Linked DNA regions of Sus scrofa: region 2 is linked to region 1. Evidence: chromatin contacts called from public promoter capture Hi-C data. All regions are on one chromosome and are shown on one strand. Each heading gives the region's core, a stretch centred on a gene start, on an enhancer-like site or on the middle of the called end of the contact. The rest is flanking DNA. Distances are from core to core; before and after follow the strand shown.

The links. Promoter capture Hi-C pulls out the DNA fragments that hold promoters and counts their contacts.
Region 2: a promoter capture Hi-C map of fetal liver shows a contact between it and region 1, with 2.3 times the contacts expected there. The contact joins the promoter of LOC574051 here to the promoter of ABT1 in region 1. A contact is called at or near these places in 3 of 5 promoter capture datasets (fetal liver, liver and skeletal muscle), 7 of 47 Hi-C or Micro-C datasets (blood, embryonic fibroblasts, mesenteric adipose tissue and 3 more) and 2 of 2 datasets of contacts at active chromatin or transcription factors (alveolar macrophages and skeletal muscle).

What each region holds. Positions count from the first base shown.
Region 1 is chr7:21,019,572-21,026,072 of Sscrofa11.1, forward strand. It overlaps ABT1 (activator of basal transcription 1), which reads left to right and starts at 5,070. Exons shown (of 3, transcript XM_001926306.7): 1 at 5,070-5,356; 2 at 6,037-6,242; 3 at 6,399-6,501. The coding sequence starts at 5,125. LOC102162475 (a long non-coding RNA gene) reads right to left here and starts at 4,986. Exons shown (of 2, transcript XR_002346131.1): 1 at 4,857-4,986; 2 at 2,732-3,533. It overlaps TRNAY-GUA (a tRNA gene), which reads left to right and starts at 1,926; the gene lies at 1,926-2,015. It overlaps TRNAY-GUA (a tRNA gene), which reads left to right and starts at 2,391; the gene lies at 2,391-2,479.
Region 2 is chr7:20,743,077-20,749,750 of Sscrofa11.1, forward strand. LOC574051 (histone H1.2-like protein) reads right to left here and starts at 1,280. Exons shown (of 2, transcript NM_001025216.1): 1 at 867-1,280; 2 at 640-864. The coding sequence starts at 1,280. The coding sequence ends at 640.

The sequences.
Region 1 (6,501 bases), core at 3,820-6,319:
CCCCTCCTCCCTAGCCTATTTTAATATCTGAAAGTTATTTCTAACTTGTGCCCCTTTCAGTTTGTAGCTGGCGTTAGCCAATAGGGCAAAGTGCGGGTGATCAAACAGTCTCTGGGGTGCCACGTATAATCTGTTCTACGCTTCTGGATCCTGTCAGGAGACGACTGCAGAGTGCAAATGAACCAGGGTGTGGAGTGCATAGTAACACCCATCTGGAAAGCAAGAGCGTAACCCTGGAATCATATCCACGGAAGCTGAGGACGAGAAAGAAACTACAGGTGCTTTCAGGAGGATTCAAATCAAGTTTCTCAAGTAAATGAGACTCGGCTTTTGGCCATCCCCAATAGTTCCTGACAATCCCCGCTCCGTTGAATTTTCCATCAGCTGACTCCGCTAGACCTACAAACAGGTTCTCCAGAGTTACTACGAATGAGCACTAAACTTTGCTATCTGGCTTCTTTTTTCCATACCACCGTCTGTGGACATAGACCACGAGGGGCGTGCATCCCAGTTAATTTCTCCATTCTGGTTCATTAAGTCTCGATTTCGATCAAGGGTATACAAATTATTTTTCTAAGTAAACATTAATAGGAGAAGAGACTATAATCATGACTGCAGGCTTAGATCTGGAATCCTTACAAAAGAACGAATATAATTGCTGCCTCTTTTTCTTCAGGGTCTGTGGAGTGCTAGATACCAGGTACTGTGCTATGTGCTTGGTACTGTTCAGAGCTAGTTCTGAAGAGGAGGACTCTTGGGCATTGCCAGAGTCCCATCACTTGCAGGAAAGCCATGTGCAGGCCCTCCTCCAACAACATCTACATCTTCGATTGCCTCTTTGCCTGAAATTCCATCATTAGGAACATTTTTTTAATGTTATTTTCTAATCTCAATGAAATTGGGGCAAGGTGATCAAAATTGAAATGGAAATGGAAATGGAAAATGAAATTGAAATGGAGAATAGGAGACATTCTATTTAAGAAAATGACATGCTGTGCAGGCATGTTGAGCAGGTCTTTCCAAGACCCTTATAATACTCTTCTTTTTCACTGCAATCAGGGCTGACAGAAAAAGTGGACAACTTTCTGTAGGAAGAAACCCTCCACTTTTCTGAAACCCTTCCATATTACACAAAAAAGTTCAAAACTCAGGTGTTCCAAGAGTGTGCAGAAACCCATCATTTATCTCAAAACTTGGCTCAAAGTCAGACTTGTCTTGAGACTCACTACCATCTGGGTGTTGTCTCCTTACTCCTCCTTGGACAGAATCCATCCAGCTACAGAAGTCAATTTGGCCTCCACTCATCCTCCCGCCCCCGTCCCCTTGATTTTATTAGGAGTGCAGGTGTAGAATTGGAGCGAAAAAAGTAGCCCGATTCCACAACTCAGATTGAGCTTTGGAATGACTTGTGAACTGGGCGCGACTGGGAGCTTTCAACTATCAGGGGCGAGTTCTAGTTTCCAATAGCATTGGATTAGGAATTAAAATTTCAACCACTTAGCTTCTTTCATGGAAGTAAAATGAAAATCAAGAATACTATCTTAGAATTCACATGGAAGTTTAACCAGTTGTTAAACTATTGACTCAACTCTAAACTTACTGCTCCGAACTGAATTGCGTTCTTCACAAATCCAAATGTGACTGTATTTGGAATAAGAAAGTAAATAAGGTAAACGAAGTTTTTTTTTTGGGGGGGGGGGCTTAAATGTCGTAAATGTATAACCCAAAGGATTTTAACCATTTATTAAACCTATGATACCAACTACCCAGATTAATTACACAGAGCATATTCAATATCGAAAAAGACCGTTAAATTTCATCATACTTTTTTTTTGGATTATACTTTTAAAAGTATTAATATTATCAGAATAGAAACCGTCTGTAGACATTATTTTAGGAATTCTAAAAAAGCCTATAAAGGCAGTCCTTCGATAGCTCAGTTGGTAGAGCGGAGGACTGTAGGTACCATGGAGTTGGTTATCCTTAGGTCGCTGGTTCGAATCCGGCTCGAAGGACAGGACTTTTGAAAATCGTAAATCAAAAAAGATAAACCCATTCAAGTTGGATCTTTACCAAACGTATGCTCAGTCTATGTCTAGTAGAATTCACTGACGAGAACCGTTTCACCACTTTTGATTGAGCGGATGGGACAGCAAGAATAAGGGTGATGGTCCTATCTACATTATGCCCTAGAGAGTGGGATAACGAATTAAAACACAAACCTTTAGTATTCAGAGGCATGAATTATCTAATATACTTCCATAATTACTAACCATATAAGCTTTAGAATATTTCCAGCAGGCTTCATGTTTGCCTCTATTTTTTAAATAGACCTATAGTTAAAACTATTAAAGATTATTTAAGGTATTTTAAGAAAAACTCTCACAGTTCCTTCGATAGCTCAGTTGGTAGAGCGGAGGACTGTAGGTGTTTCATCATGGTCATCCTTAGGTCGCTGGTTCGAATCCGGCTCGAAGGACTTACCTTTTTGAAAGGTTTGTCATCTTGATACTGAAGCCAGAGAGCTAAAGTTGAACACGGAGCCGTTCTTTATACTCAGAGATGATCTTGTATGACTGAGTAGCAAAGGCTGTCAACAGAAGTTGCTTCACCGAAGGTCCATGGGGTAGCTAAAGATGCAGTCTCTAGGAAGTCTGCCTTTTTTCACTGAGTTGAGAAGGGGTTTATGGGTAATGAGAAGGTCGCCCCTAGCACAATATTTTCACTTTAATTTTTTTTTTTTTTTTGAGGTTCGGTGGCCCTTTAGAGCTCCCTGTTGAGACGTCTGTGAATATTTTATCAATGACAATTTCAAATAAGCCCAAGGAAGAGGTAACATAAATTATCATTGTAGCCATCACACTGGCACAACTGACATCATCCACTCCCCCACAAGACTCCCTTCCCCACCCCCATTCTTTGAGGCAATCCCAAGAGGTACTTTCATTTAATTGACTATTGCTTAATGTTTTGAAAACGTTGGTGTTAAGAAAAGCAGGACCTAGTTTGCTCCTCTCATTGTCCTCTCCCCACTCCAAAAAAGAAGGCAAAGAGATAGTTCTCGTCAATAAAATTAATGCAAGAGGCGTGTGAGAACTCGAAAGTCTACTTTATTATACCTTTAGACCATTCCATCAAAGAAAGCGGTGCCGCGTTAACTTTGTAAATATACTTGGAGGCCTGTCCAACAATGGCTGTTATCCTCAAACTCCTCCGCATTCCAGGGCCGGGCCCCTTGCAGTAGGCCCCAAGGGGACCCAGAGGACCCGCCGCACCTTAAGGATGAGGATTGCGCCCCCTAGTGGGCGCGTCACGGGGGTAAAAAGCGGCCTCGGGTTTGGTGAAGGCACAGCTCTCAGGGCCCAGCCATCAGCTGGGTACAGCGTGGGCTGTGGCAGTTCTTGTGATGAATGGCTTCAACGCACAGTGAAAATCAGTCTGTGATCTAAGGGCAAATCTTTTGTCAGGGAGGGGAAATGTCCCCCTCTACTCCTCGAGATCTTGTGGTTGGACACGCCGCAATAAAATTGATACTAGATATTAACAGGAGAGAAAGAAACAATTTTAATTCATGAGCCTGGAGGTCTCATAGAAACGGCACCTAAGAAGTGGCCAAAGCAGACAGCTTTTACACTTTTTAGACAAAGAAACAATAAATTTATGAGGAACTGACAGGATAGAGAAACGCTGGTTCCCAATTAGTGAAGGCTCAAGTAGAATTTGGACTTGGGGTACTAAATTAAAGTACGGTTTATGCATCCTTAGCCAAGAATTCTCTCTCTTTGGTGATAATGGTGTCCTTCTACCCCCAAATGCAGGGAGTGCACATTTCACATGAGAGATTTATTTCCTGCTTTCAGGGAAACAGAAAGAAGTGTTAGAGAGTTCCCCTTGTATTGACCATGTCTTCAGTAAACATTAATTCAAAATAACCAATATGCCATTCAGGCACATTTTGGGGTGGCCCACCCTGGGCCCTCAAACCGTGAAAATAAGTCCCAGAGAGAATAAAGCTCGGTGATCCAGGAGGGGGCCTAAATCAGGACCATGTACACATTTGACGACAGGTATTTGTAACGTAAGTATAAATATGAATCATGTATCAATACAAACGTAAAACAGGCACCAAATAAGTTTTTTTTAAAAGAAATAATCGTCATGCATTCAAAATTTTTAGACATCTTACAAAATCAAATTTTATTTTTGTCTTTTTGCCTTTTCTAGGGCCGCACCCGCGGCATGTGGAGGTTCCCAGGCTAGGGGTCTAATCGGAGCTGTCGCCGCCAGCCTACTCCAGGGCCACAGCAACGCGGGCTCCGAGCCGCGTCTGCAACCTACACCACAGCTCAAGACAACGCCGGATCCTGAACCTACTGAGCAAGGCAAGGGATCAAACCCGCAACCTCATGGTTCCTAGTTGGCTTCGTTAACCACTGCGCCACGATGGGAACTTCACAAAATCAAATTTAAAAATATTTTAAAATAAATTTTTTTAAACTAATAGCTCACAAATGAAATTTTCAAAAATGTAGCCAGATTTCCAAAACTTATATTTCCAAAGTTAGGTTACATTTCCAAACTTCAATTTGAAATCTTCAAATCCCTAAGTTAAATTTTGAAAAATAATTAAAATTTCAAAACTCAATTAATTAATTAAAAAAACTGAAATTTAAGTAAACTTTACAAATTGCGTCATCCCCCAACCTGAGTCGCACCTGAGCCCCTTGGGTAAAATACTATGTTGTGTTCTTGCTAGAACACAGAGTCCTCCAAAATTTCCGGAAGAGCCCTCCTCATCCCATCTTTTTACATTTCACCAAGGAGTTCTGTACTGTAAGTTGTACTTGGTGGTCTACCTCTCCAGTTCTGCCTCTTCAGCTCAGGAGTCAAGTCATTTCGCCTCTCCTAATCCTCTGATGCTGCTCCCTTGCTTCGAATCTCCCGGCTGACCCGGGGCCCACTTCCGCCGTCGCCGTTAGGCCTGGAACCGCCCGTTCCGAACAATCCTGTTCTTTCATTTGTCAACCCCTGGACAAACCCCGCCCCCTCGACGCAGGAAGTCGTAAACGGTGCGCGTCAGAGGCGCGGCGCCTTACGGCTGTCTTGCTTTACTTACCGGCAAGCATGGAGGCAGAGGAGTCGAATAAGGAAGCCGCTGTGTTGGAGCCTGTGGAAGGGAACGACCAGAAACCAGAAGCAGAGGAGGAATCTGAAGAAACGGCTGGCGGCAGCAAGAAACGGGTAGTGCCGGGTATTGTGTACCTGGGCCACATCCCACCCCGGTTTAGGCCTTTGCACGTACGGAACCTTCTTAGCGCCTACGGCGAGGTCGGGCGTGTGTTTTTCCAGCCGGAAGGTAAGTGCTGAGGCAGTGGTGATGAGGGGTGGAGGGTGATGCTTGCAGATGGTGAGCACACAGTGCGTGTCCTGTTGCCTCGGCTGCGCGGATCCCAGGCACGAACCGAGCCGGGGCCCCGCGTGTGGCTTTTTTAGTAAATAGGTAGTCCACACTTTCCTTAGGAGGTGGGCCTGAGGTGTGGTTAGCGCAGTATGACTAGTTGAGCCTTAGTTTTCGAATAGCTAACTTTTAGATTTTAATTTCGGCTTCCCCAATCCCTCTTTCCCGAGACGAATTTACCAGTTTGTTAAATGGGTATAGCCTGCAGTAAAATCCCAGTGGCTTTTCCACAAAACTGAACATAACCCTTTGCCATCGCGGTCCAGGTCAAAAGACGGTATACGTACGGTCAGCCGTCTGCAACTTCTTATAACCCTAAATTGGAATTAGGGTTAGAGGGCCATGCTGGTTTTATATAGAATGTTCAGGGCAGATCTGATTAAGGAGTTGACATCTGAGCAAAGGATTGAATTAGACAAGGGAGAAAGGGTGGACCTTTCAGTTCTCCTTTTCTGAGCAAAGATCTTGGGGTGGGATCCTGGCCCTTGGGCAGATTTGGAGACTTCGGCAAGTGGAAGGTACAATTGAGTGGGTGCTGCGTCGGCTTGCTTGACCACTGCTCTCCCTTTGGCTCGCAGACGGCTTCGTGAGGCGCAAAAAGAAGGCAGCAGCAGCCTCCACCACAGGAGGGAAAAAGCGTTCCAAGTACAGCAAGGACTACACCGAGGGCTGGGTGGAGTTCCGAGACAAGCGAGTAGCCAAGCGTGTGGCGGCCAGTCTGCACAACACGCCCATGGGCTCCCGCAGGCGCAGTCCCTTCCGTTATGACCTGTGGAACCTCAAGGTGAGGGCATTGGCTTGTCTACCCCACAGCTCATACTCCTGCCTTCCCAGCCCCAGCCCTTGGACCTCTATAACCTCTCGGTGGCCCTGTTCCTCCCATCTCTTCTCCATCTCTGACCTGCCCTACCCAGATCTTCTCTTGTTTTCCTGTCCACAGTACCTGCACCGTTTTACTTGGTCCCACCTCAGCGAGCATCTTGCCTTTGAGCGCCAGGTGCGCAGGCAGCGCCTGAGGGCGGAGGTTGCCCAGGCCAAACGTG
Region 2 (6,674 bases), core at 30-2,529, 280 kb before region 1:
CCCTCAGTAGACACCAACTTGACTTTCGGATACATGGAAAACCACTGAAAAACAACACTTGGCTCTATCAAGTAAAAGGGTTTATGCAACAGTAAGAAAACAAACATCCGAGAACATAGAACATGGATAGAGGCCGGCCACCAACCAATGAAACACAGCGTGAAAATCATGGGCTGGAGCAGGGAGCCAACCCAGTAACTGGGCGGGACTTTTGAATGGGTTTTTAGCCCAATCGGAATATCCCTTCGGCCTGAAAACTGGCTGAATGTATTTGTGGTTGTTTTGCTGTTCACAGGAGAGGGGTGGGGCTGGCGGATGTCCCAAGTGCGCCAGGCGCCGGAAAGCCTTTGCAAACTGCTGACCGGGAGGCAGACCCAGGAAGGTGCTGCTACCCCACAGGGAGGGGTCGAGGGTCTGTCTACCCGCCCACTGAACTGCTCCGCCGACCTCTCCGCCCTTCCAAGGTAGTGTCCGCCACAGCTCGCGCCCAAACCCGCCTTAGGATTAAAAATTAGAAGGGGTTAAGTGTAGAGCGACAAGACAAGTAGGACCAAAGTTAAAGTACACAGCTCTTTTTTTGAGATCCGTGGTGGCTCTGAAAAGAGCCTTTTTGGGTTTTAGAAGCAGACGTTCAGCAACCTACTTCTTTTTGGGTGCAGCCTTCTTGGGCTTTGCAACCTTGGGCTTGGCGGCCTTGGGCTTCACTGCCTTAGCCGCGCTCTTGGCAGCCTTCTTAGGTTTGGCAGCCTTAGCTTTCTTTGGGCTCTTGGCCACTTTCTTGGTCACAGCAGCTGCGGCCGGCTTCTTCGCCTTCTTCGGGGTCTTCTTAGCGGCTTTTTTCGGGGTGGCCGAGCCCATGGCCTTTTGGGCTTCTTGGCTGCCCCAGCACTTTTCTTGGGCTTGGCCGCGCCCGACTTCTTGGCCTTGGGCTTGGTCTCACCGGTGGCCGCCTTCTTGTTGAGCTTAAAGGAGCCAGAAGCCCCAGTGCCCTTGGTCTGTACCAAGGTGCCCTTGCTCACCAGGCTCTTGAGACCCAGCTTGATGCGGCTGTTATTCTTCTCCACATCGTAGCCAGCAGCCGCCAGCGCCTTCTTGAGCGCAGCCAGGGACACGCCGCTGCGCTCCTTGGAGGCAGCAACAGCCTTGGTGATGAGCTCGGACACTGGGGGTCCAGACGCCTTACGGCGCGCCCCAGCAGGCTTCTTGGCGGCCTTCTTCTTGACCGGGGTCTTCTCCGCAGGAGGCGCGGCGGCGGGAGCGGCAGGAGCAGTCTCCGACATGATGAAGATCGAGAACTCGGGTACAAGTGGCAAAGCGCCGATGCAGCCGCGCCTGGGTCGGGCCGCCGTATATATAGAGCGCAGGCGCGCGCTGATTGGTGCTCCGGTCGCCCGCCTGGCTGGCAGGCTCTGAGCCGCCGCGGTGCGCCCAAGTTGTGTTTGTTCCACTGCACAAAAAGGGGAAAATATTAAAATACCTCGCACCAAATCACTCGGATTTGCTCGGAAAAGGATCCGAGAAGCCTCAGGCTTCGTGATCTATCTTTATTTTTTCCGCAACCACCAAGACTACGCGTCCAGGCGTCCCCAACTCCCCCAACTCCTAGGGAAATCCTGGGCAGTCGGAGACCACTTTCTGTTTTTCTTCTAAATTACCTGTTCGCTCCTTTGCCCCTGGAAGTTCTTTTTCTCAGGGGTGGTTGGGCACATGCTTCCCTTCTTTGGGGGCCAAACACAAAATGATTTCCACCTAAATTTACACCAGAATTCTGTTTCTTCGCAAGGGAAGTAACACAGGTCCTCTGTGATTTCTGCGTACAGACCCACAGGAACTGTGGACTGGGACAAGGATTCTGGGCCAGTCCAAAGCAGTTAGGGCGGGATGGGAGGGGGTTCGTAGGCCTTGGGGGTCCTGGGTGGTGGGGGGTTAGAGACCTAAATCTTTGATTTGAAGACATTGAAACTATCAAATGCCTCTTTTCATAGATGGGGGCGGGGCACTCTTCACTTCTCCAAAGGCAAGAAATTAGGCTGTTTTTTAAAAGCTCTCAGGTTCCCCTCTGGGTTGTGCCAGGTAGGGGGTCAGGCCCTCAAGAATAGGGATAATAAGAGAAAAAGAGAGACCCCCTCCACACACACACACAAGCCTGCAAATAAACCCCAGTAGACTTGGCAGTCCAGGGAAGTTGAGACGATCTGTTTTCAAATAAGTGTGTATATATTTATTTATTTTTGTATGCTTCAATAAAGAGATGCATTTCAGCGCATGAAAATTCTAGGTTACTTCTAATAACAAACAATGTCTAACACATGTCCTGGTATAGAAGGACATTCTCTAACTGGGAACTCAAAAGTCTAGATGGAATTTAAAGCAACAAGATACATTTTTGACTTTTAGGATGAACCACAGATTTGAAATAGCTGAAAATGGCACATTTTTAAAGAGAAATAGAGGAAAAAGACTAGAACAAAAAAATTATGATACGACTTTTTGCTGATAAGCTCACCTCTTCTCATCGTCTCTAAGTTGGGCCAGGTGTATTCTATTCTCAAGTTCACTTTACTACTACATCTAGATGAAAATATGTAATAAAGATGTCTGTTAGATGTGGTAGTCAAAAGGGGTTATACAAATTAAGTTCAGTGGTGAATGAAAAAGGAGGCATCCTCTTTGAGACTAAGGATAACCCCATGGTTTCCCTGAATAACATTCATTCAACATTTGGAAACTGTCCACTACTGCTCATGTCCTCTGGGAATTAACAGCCTAATAAGATTAGCTATGGATGAATTAGCAACCATAGAAAATCACTTTAGACCTGCCATCCATCAGTGTGACTTTGGGCATAGGAATTGTAAGAAATCACTGAAAGTGTACAAACAACTAAAGTACCTTCATCATACTAATGTATTTTGCCAAAAAAAAAATAAAGAGCATGCCGCTTTGTTCTGATTTCTGTGTGCAATGAGCACCTTCTTCATTGAAACTCAGTTAAGTGTGCATAACCACCAGGAAAATAGCTGTGTGGAGTCTTGATTACCAGGTTACTGAAGTTCCCTTCACTGCAAATTGGTGTCCCTTTTTGCAAAGCAGCAGCGTGTAAGATTGATTAATGTGAATCAGTGTTCTGGTATGATCACTGAGGTTAAATCAATCAAGTCTATCTATCTGCAAATCAAAATCCAGAGATCTAGTTATTAGGACACCAGCCACTCGAATTCTTGATCTCAACCTCCTGGCCACATAGTAGAGGCCAGAAGGCAGAAAAACCAGTAGCCTTTCTCCTGATCCCTGTAAGTCATGTCGAGAAAAATTAAAAAAAAAAAAAAAAGCAAAGATATTTCTTCATGTCTTTTCAAGCTGTATTAGAGATTCTCTAAGTCCACTTGTGGGTCATCAAATGCTCTAAGGCCATGCTATACAATGAAACAGTGTGAGTCACACATATTATTTTATTTATTTTAATTACTGTATTTATTTTTGCCCATGCCAACAGCATGTATAAGTTTCTGGGCTAGGGATCCAACTCGTGCCACAGCTGCTGCAGTGACAATGCAGGATCCTTAACCCACTATGCCACGAGGGACCTCACCACCACCTTCAAAGTGACCTTAGAGCCTATAGATGTCCCATGGAGTCTTAGGCATTGAAACAAGATTGATGAGCCTGTTAGCAACAAAAGATCTAAAATCAGCTCCAGGGAAAATTCAGATTAAAGGTGTGGTCTTCCCATTCAAAATTGATGGTCTTGGAGTTCCTTGTTATGGTTCAGTGGGTTACCAACTTGAGTAGTAGCCATGAGGATGGGAGTTCAAGCCCTGGCCTAGCTCAGTGGCTCAGATCCCTTGTTGCTGTGGCTGCGGTGTATATAGGAAGCTGCAGCTCCGAGTCAACCCTAGCCTGGGAATTTCTGTATGCCACAGAAGAGGCCCTAAAAAGGGAAAAAAAAAAAAAAAATTGATAGACGCAAGATAGCAATAAATTGAGGTCAGCGTTAAAGATGCAGAGTAGAATGTTAAGTTCAAATGGAGCTGGAAAGAGAACGATTCGAATATCAAGACACACTCAAAGGAGTGTAAGAAGAGTTGTTGGGACAGGTGTGTGGATCAGGGCAGACAGCTGATTTGTCTTTCACTTCCAGAACGCAAATAGGATTCTGTCTGCTTGTTATAGGCCCCAAATAAAATTGATTAAAACCTGCTTTTCCTGAGTCACCAAGGGATGGGGCTAATAAAAGCAGGCACTCCACTAGCGTGCCTGCTCAGAGAGTGCAAAGTGTAGGATAGCTGGAAAAAAATAAATAAATAAATATATATATATATATAATATATATATATATATATATATATATATATATATATATATGCCAAAGAAAAGAACTTTGAGATCTGCAGCCTAAATAGGATTGTAAACTCTCCAGTCTGTCTCTTGGTTTCAGCCTCACAAACCATTCTTACTAATAATCCAGAGGAACTTTTATCTTTTTTTTCCCAATCTCTGCAGGCATATGGCCAACAAGGAAGCAACAGACCTGAGCCACAAGGTTTGCCCCACCAGTGTCCGGATACCTCAAGGGCTGAGACCAAAGTTTCAGTATCTTGTCCCTGACATACTGTCAAATTACACAGGGGAAACAGAGAACTTAGTCTTAACGCACAGAGTAGGGCTCAATAAATACATAGAGAGTATTACAAAAGAAACGATACATTGCAAAACACTTTTACCTGACATTTTGGAATTGCTCTTAGAACCACATAAGAGACACAAGGAACAGGGTTTTTGTAACCACCTTCAAGCTTCTTTTCAAACAATTTTAAATTATTTCAAAAGTCAAACCCACCCACAAAAGAAAAGGATTTGTCAATAATGAGAAGATTTTTGTTTTTTATACCTTCTCAGGCCTCTAATGAAGGCATTTATAAAGCACAAGATACAAACATAGGTTAGGCAATCGCCTTAATCAGAAGAAATATATAGCTTTATACAATGACTATTTGGGAGGGAAAAATGACGTATGAATTTTGATAGATTTCTTAGGACATATTTTTTTTTTGTTTCCTGGCTTATTACTCTGCTATGTGTGAGTTTTCACACACTTACTGAGCACTCATTTAGCAAAAGACACCAGGAGAGAGAATAAAAACAAAGATCAGCCAAGTAAACTCTCTCTTAAGGAATTCTATATGGTGAGGCTGAAATAGAAAAACATGGTTATCATACAGTGTGATAAAGCTGATAGGAAAGACAGACAAGAGAATGAAGGAATAAAAAACCAAAAATCTTAATATTTGTGTTAGACATTTGCCTTCAAGTACTTACCAACCCACTTGGGAAATTCAAGTATCAGAGAATAATTGAGATTAGTGCTTCTCAAATATTTAGATTTCAAGACTGCTTCACATTCCTAAAAATTAGTAGCACCCCCCCAAAAGTTTTGTTAATGTAAGTTACATATTTATGTGGCTATTTACTACCTTAGAAATTAAAACTGAATATTAAATTTAGTAAGTCACATTGCCGATGTTTATTAAACATAAAATTATTATATTTGTTTACATAATTAAATACCATGTGTTTATTTACATTATATACTATAAAATGCATATAAAATATATAATACTGTGCATACTATGTAGATTCATATGTAAAATATATAGTAGTATATTTAATACTATATATTTATACTACTATGTTTTATATAGTGTGTATAGTTTACATGTATATATGTCCTATATATACTATCTATAGGTTTGTATATAAAATCTATGATATGTATTACTATATATATGTGTGTGTGTATGTGTGTATAATATTATGCGTTAAAAATCAACTCAAAAAATTTTCTCTTTCCCTGTCACATTCAAGATCCTGGCATTCCCTGGCTAATCCGAGATTGGTAAGGCTACTTGAAAGTGGAGCACACAACTGAGCTGTTAGCGCAAAAGAATGGAAGGATACCGCAGGAATGGCCTTTAAAAGAAAAAGAAAGAAAGAAAGAAAAAAGAGTGGCAGGAAAGACTGCAGCTTTGGAGCCAGCACATTTGTTTTCAAAACAAATATACAACCCCCCCACCCCGGACACTATCTGGGTGACTGCAAAGTTCTCAGGCTTTCCAAGCTTTTAGTTTCTCCTCTGTAATGCTCCCCACCGACTCCCCGAGCCAGGAATATAGTGAGAATTAAATTAGGTATGATGTGTATAGTTCCTTCGGGGGGTGGTGGCGGATGCTAAGCACACAGTAACCTCTTATTCGAGGTTTATTTCCATTACATCCTAGCACCATGGGAGCCTCCTGTTTGGGGGTGACCCTAAGGAGCAGATACTCTTCTTAATTTGGGGGGATGAATGAGAATAGATAGACCCAGTCCACCAAGCTGGCTCACTCTTTCCAGTTATGTATGCTTCTGGAGCAGCTTCGCAACCGTCATAGGATGTAGAGCCTAACTCAAGGAAGACCTAGAGAAGAGATTCTAACAAGAAGAAAAGAAGCTTGACCATCAGAGAAGGGAGATGTGTGTGTGCACACACACGCATGTGTATATATGTTGGGGAGTGGTGGTTGATCAACACTGTCAGTCAAAATCTACGCCCTATATTGCTGTTCTTGGAGTTCACTCCTTGCTCAAAACTCAAAAGGAAAAGGTTATGATGACACTCACCACATCTGCATACT